2 separate regions of the Sus scrofa genome follow, and region 2 is linked to region 1. The links are chromatin contacts, called in public Hi-C maps. All regions are on one chromosome and are shown on one strand. Each heading gives the region's core, a stretch centred on a gene start, on an enhancer-like site or on the middle of the called end of the contact. The rest is flanking DNA. Distances are from core to core; before and after follow the strand shown.

The links. A called contact is a pair of places that touch in the nucleus more often than the background predicts.
Region 2: a Hi-C map of liver shows a contact between it and region 1, with 4 times the contacts expected there. The contact joins two enhancer-like sites. A contact is called at or near these places in 1 of 5 promoter capture datasets (liver), 7 of 47 Hi-C or Micro-C datasets (alveolar macrophages, embryonic fibroblasts, liver and 1 more) and 1 of 2 datasets of contacts at active chromatin or transcription factors (skeletal muscle).

The regions. Positions count from the first base shown.
Region 1 is chr3:111,899,897-111,902,883 of Sscrofa11.1, forward strand. It overlaps CAD (CAD protein), which reads right to left. Exons shown (of 46, transcript XM_021087696.1): 13 at 2,888-2,987; 14 at 2,520-2,708; 15 at 2,260-2,266; 16 at 2,143-2,257; 17 at 1,821-1,951. Among named protein-coding and RNA genes, the nearest start is that of CAD, 13 kb to the right of the region's middle. Within about 2 kb of position 1,440, at least 3 of the 83 cell types and tissues checked have an H3K27ac peak or open chromatin away from gene starts, as enhancers often do. A contact at or near this core is called in liver and skeletal muscle, where this site is marked.
Region 2 is chr3:111,965,008-111,967,994 of Sscrofa11.1, forward strand. No RefSeq gene overlaps it. Among named protein-coding and RNA genes, the nearest start is that of TCF23, 17 kb to the right of the region's middle. Within about 2 kb of position 1,559, at least 29 of the 83 cell types and tissues checked have an H3K27ac peak or open chromatin away from gene starts, as enhancers often do. A contact at or near this core is called in liver and skeletal muscle, where this site is marked.

The DNA.
Region 1 (2,987 bases), core at 190-2,689:
ATAAAAGGTTTTACTGGAGTTCCCATTGTGGCACAGCAGAGACGAATCCAACTAGGAACCATGAGGTTGCGGGTCTGATCCCTGGCATCGCTCAGTGGGTTAAGGATCCGGTGTTGCCATGAGCTGTGGTGTAGGTCGCAGATGTGGCTCGATCTGGCGTGGCTGTGGCTATGGCGTAGGCCGGCAGCTGTAGCTCCGATTCAATCCCTAGCCTGGCAACCTCCATATGCTGCGGGTGTGACCCTTGGGTGAAAGAGAAACCCATACACTCATTCACGCAAGCCTAAAAAATTCTGGAGTCATATCCTCAAACTATTCTATGTGAAAAGATAACAGGTGATTACTCTTTTCTAGTTAAATTATCTTTTCTAATTTCTCAGTGATTCATGTATCTTGTATAATAAAAGTTACAAAAGTTACCAAAGAAGATCACATTCCAAGAATACTCAAGGAGATGGAAAGACTTAAATGTCTCTTCTAGGAATCAATCTTTGGTTGTCCTAGTTTCAATCCACTTCTTTTAGCTGCAATTTATGGCTTCATTCCCATGTTTATTATAATTTTCATATAACAGAAATTCATCTCCAGAAGGAACAACTTGGCAGTCTTTTAAAAGTTCTAAAAATTCTGGAATAATATGTGAGCTTAGACTTCCATCTTTAAAGGCTACTATTGCTCTTAATGGAAATTTGGAGCACAATGAAATGCTATTATCCTTGGCTGGTGGCAAGTTGGTGCGTGCACATATTCATTTTAGTGGAAATGTTTTGGAGGCCAAATGAAGGCAACGGCAGGGGTCACTCTAAGGCCTGCTCTACCGCTGCACGGAGGCTGACCGTCACACCCATCCGTGGGTCACTGCTAAATGTCCTCGTTTTTACGCAAAGGTTTCTGATGTCCTGCTCTGATCTTTTTTTTTTTTTTTTTTTTTTTTTTTGTCTTTTTGCTATTTCTTGGGCCGCTCCCGCGGCATATGGAGGTTCCCAGGCTAGGGGTCCAACCTACACCACAGCTCACGGCAACGCCAGATCATTAACCCACTGAGCAAGGGCAGGGATCAAACCCGCAACCTCATTGTTCCTAGTCGGATTCGTTAACCACTGCGCCACGACGGGAACTCCCTGCTCTGATCTTAAACGCCGTATTAAAAAACACTTAATAAACACTTCATTTCATGACCGCAGCAGGACGTGCCCGGAGAAGGAGACACGCTCGGCTTGGCTGCCACTGCGCTGACCTGGACTTGGAAGCTTTCACAGGAAAACAGCGGTCGTCCTTTCCCCGAAGCATCGGTATTTAAACTGGCAGGGAGAACAAACCGTCACTGGCACTCGCAGCCTGGTGATGAGGCCACGGGCAAAATGCCATGTGTGCTGTGGGTGGAGTTTCATGGAACCGGTCTCACCCACGACAGGCAGCGTCGCGTTAACAGAGGAAGAGGCACCGTGCTTCTTGGCTAGTTTTCACGCCTTGGCTCTGCCCTCTCTCTCCTCAGCCACATCACTTTCCTCTGCGGGCACCTGCTTACTCATTTGTCAAGTGCGTCTGATGGCTACCACCCCATCCCGGGTACCATCTGGGGAGTGGAGGTGGCAAGTGTATTCTGACACAGCTCGCCAGACGCCTCTGCTCCCCACCCTGGGAGGACTGCTCTCTTCGCTGGAAACGGCCCTGTTTCGCGCTCTGAGAAACCGTGTTCCCAAGAAGCTGCTCACACAGGCGCTGGAAGGCCCTGCCAGGGAACTGGCTCATTTCTGAGGTCCTGCGGGGGGGCCCCGCGAGGGGGTCTGCGGCGGGGTCTCTTGGGCCGTGCCTCTCACCTACGCTCTTCATGCAGCTCCCGATCTTCGTGCTGACGCGGAGGAACTTGCTGAGGTCCCAGCGAGGAATCTTCACCACACAGTAATCCAGACTGGGTTCAAAGGCTGCTGTTCCCCCCGTCACCGAGTTCCTGGCAGCCATCAGGTGTGTGTGCAGGGGGGGGCAGAGGAACAGAGCAGGAGACGTAAATGGTGAGCTTCCAGCTGATTCTCCCCGTCCCTCACATCCAGGCCGATGTCCTCTTCTTATTCCCCGTCCCGCAAATGTTTTCTTCGGCTCCCCGCCCGCCTCCCCTCCCTGACCTCTCCCCAGCCCCGGTACCTGAGCTCAGGCAGAGGGATGCCCAAAGCCAGCTTGGCTGCCACATAGGCCAGTGGATAGCCCGTGGCCTTACTGGCCAGGGCGGAGCTGCGGGAGAGCCTGGCATTCACCTCATGATGTAATACTGCAGAGAGAGAGAACAGAGAGTGACCAGGTAACTGGCCGGAATGGCCTGCCTGGTAGAGGACGCAGAAAAGCAGGAAAAAAAAAGCTGTACCCCCCAACCCAAGACCCACCCCTACCAAAGATAATCCCAGCTTCTACGCCAGGCCATGGAGCCGAGAACTCCAGCTACGGGACCTCCCGCTGCCCAGGGCAAAGGCTGCGGCAGGAGGTCCTACAGCTGGAGTTCTCGGCTCCAGGGCCTGAAGTCGCACCTGCTCAGATTCAGGGTTCAGGGCATACTGCACGTTGCACTCGCCGACGATTCCGAGGTGCTGAGTCACCTTGATGGCCGTCTGCCGCAGGAGCTGGTACTCCCTGTCATTCAGCGTCTGGCTTGGAGCCACCACTATAGACTCCCCAGTATGGATGCCAAGTGGATCTAGGTTCTCCATGTTACACACCTGCCAAAGGAGGGTCCCATGGACCAGGTCACTGCTAAAGGCACTCAGGAGAGGCAGGAGGCTGCATCCCAGGGTACACTCAGCTCTCAGAGATCTCAGCCCTGGCCCTAGCTCTTAGGACCGTCTACACTGCCTGATGCTGTCCCTGCCCCCAGGCCTCCTCCGCCCCCATCACTCACCGTGACACAGTTGCCATAGGCGTCTCTCACCACTTCATACTCAATCTCCTTCCAGCCTTTTAGGGACTTGTCTACCAGCACCTGGCTGGTATGGGCAAAA
Region 2 (2,987 bases), core at 309-2,808, 65 kb after region 1:
GGAACTCCAGATTTTTTTAAAAATATAGTTGATTTACAATGTTCTATCAATTTCTGCTGTACAGCAAAGTGACCCAGCCATACATATATATCTTTATTATTTTTGTTATTAATATATTTTTATCTGGCTGTGTCCAAGGCATGTAGAGGTTTCTGGGCCGGGGATTGAACTTGAGCCACAGCAGCGACAATGCCAAATCCTTAAACAGTAGTCCACTAAGGAACTCTAATTTCTCTTTATTATTAATGAATATGCTGCTCTCTTTGTATGTTAAAAGGTATTTGATTCCCTTTCCTGAGATCTGTCTGTTCATATTCTTTCTCCACTTTTCTATTGAGTTGTTGGTTTTTTTCCTTATCAATTTCTAGACGCTCTTTGAATATTAGTGATATCGTCACCATTTCCATGACCTGAGCTATGAATACTCTTGTCCAGTTTGTCATTCACCTTTTCAATTTACTTGTAGTGGCTCTTGCCTTGCTAATTTTCTCCCTGCTACTTTCAAATTTATAAGCAGAAGAGGGGGAGGAGCCAGGAAGAAAACTGAGAAGGAGCAACTGATTAAGGAGCCTAGAGGGGAAAACTGTTTCAAGAAGGACAGGGTTGTCTGAAGGGTCAAATGATGCAAAAAACAAAACCAGCCCTAAGACCAGACCATAGACATGAACCCTGGGCGCTTCCCTTTTGCAGCCATCACTGAAGCGCCAGGGGCCAAAGTGAATTCAATCCCCTCGTGACTTCTGATCAAAGCAAGAAGGCAATGCAATGTACCTTCCCATGTTCACAGGAAGACTGTGCCTTCTTCCCCTCTTTCTAAAGAGCTGAGACAGAAGTGCTATGTTCCACCCATGCCCATCCAAAAGGAGGACGAAGTTCAAGTTGTACAAGGGCCCTGCAAAGGGCAGCTACAGCTCTGATTTGACCCCTAGCCTGGGAACTTCCGTATGCTGCTGGTGCGGCCCGAAAGGTCAAAAAGAAAAAAAGAAAAAAACGGAAGAAATAGAGATTATTGGTAATTGTTCTTGGTCATGACAAGGTAAAGGGTATGACTGTCAGAGCGAGTGGCTGCAGTGAGGGGATAGGAAATTGATTGCATTTGGGGAGGCCAAGAGCTGAGATCCCCAAGGTATTAGATAATGTCTCCGGGCAGGACCAAAGGATTGGCATTTAGACTGTGTACCATAGGAAACTCTGATGAAAAGAGTCTGGCTGAAAGTGTAAATAAAAATAGATTTTTGAATAAGCGGCTTGTGTTCTGCTTCATTTAGACACAGATTTAAATGGTGGGATCTGTCGAGGTGTGTACTTAAGCGGGTTAGGAAAATTATATCCCATGCGGTTATTTTGCGAGACGACGGAGGGTGGAGTGGCTTTTATAATAGCTCGTAACGGTGGCTACAAGCCTGCCAGGGAAAGAGCACTGAAAGATCACGGCCCATTAAGGTCTCACCTCCCGTTGTTTTGCTCACCAATTACACAACCTTCTAGCTCATTTGCCAGGCAAGCTCTGCACACATGTTTACAATCTGGTTAAAGAATCAGCCCTTACAGTGACGTTATTAAACACACATACACAATGGTGGCCATGGTAACAGCAGGGAGCCTCCCGAGTCTGATGCCCTCAGATTCAGTTTCCTCAGCAACTTCTCTGAGGAGAGCCTTAGGAAAGAGGCCATCTGCCCAGGCACGCTCACAGGAGAAAAACCAGCCAGCCAGAGAAGGTCCCTAAGGGCTGGCGTGACTGTCACTGTCCTCCTGGCAGGCAGTCACAGCTGTAGATGGATACTCAAGGTACTCTGCTCTTTGGCTCTGGGTGATTGCTGTGACCATGTCAAGACGCCACCCAAAATCAACCAGGCCAGGCTGTGAGGATCTGGGAAACTTGTCATAGCCTGCAGGTTCCCTATTTAAAAGAGGAGTGGTCCAAGTTCCCATCGTGGCTCAGTGGTTAACAAATCCAACTAGGAACCATGAGGTTGCGGGTTCGATCCCTGGCCTTGGCTCAGTGGGTTAAGGATCTGGCATTGCCGTGATCTGTGGTGTAGGTCGCAGATGCGGCTCGGATCCCACGTTGCTGTAGTTGTTGTGTAGTTGTGTAGGCTGGAGGCTACAACTCTGATTAGACCCCGAGCCAGGGAACCTCCATATGCCGTGGGTACGGCCCTAGAAAAGACAAAAAAAAAAAAAAAAAAGAGGAGCGATGTCAAAAGAATTGAAATTTGACTCATTCAGGGTCCAGTCAGGAACATAAAAACCATACCAACTATTTTTGGGCTTTTGTGGGGTTTTTTGTTTGTATCTTTGGTTGGTTGGTTGGTTTTGCTGTGCCCACAGCATGTGGAAGCTCCTGGGCCAGGGATCAAACCCGTGCCACAGCAGTAACCCAAGCTGTTGCAGTAACAATGCCAGATCCTTAATCCGATGTGCCACAAGAGAACTCTCATGCCAGGTTTTTTGTTTTCATTGTTGTTGTCATTGAGTTTTTTAGGGCCACACCCCCCAGTATATGGAAGTTCGCAGGCTAGAGGTCCAATTGGAACTGCAGCTGCTGGCCTATGTCACAGCCACAGCAACGCCAGATCTGAGCCGAATCTATGACCTACACCACAGCTCAGGGCAACGCTGGATCCTTAACCAGTTATTTTTAACAGAGGGAATTTATTATAAGGACAGCAAAGGCCAAAGGAAAGGGCCCAGAAAACAGAGAGGTAGCAACAGAAGGAAGCCCCTACACAGGTGGTAGTTAACAAAGAAGTGGGAGTTACAGGAATCCAGAAGCTTGGGGCGGGGGGACCCGGACCTCAGAGGAGAGAGTGCTGGAGTGTTGGTGCAGGTAGCTTTGACCGGCACAATAAGGCTGATGCTGAGAAGAGGGAAAAGCTGGAAACTTGAACTGCCCTGGATAAGAGCTGTTGCCACCATGACACTCCGGTGAGGGAAGCCAACTGCAAGAAACAAATCCCTTCGCTCTCCTCTTGCTCACAGGC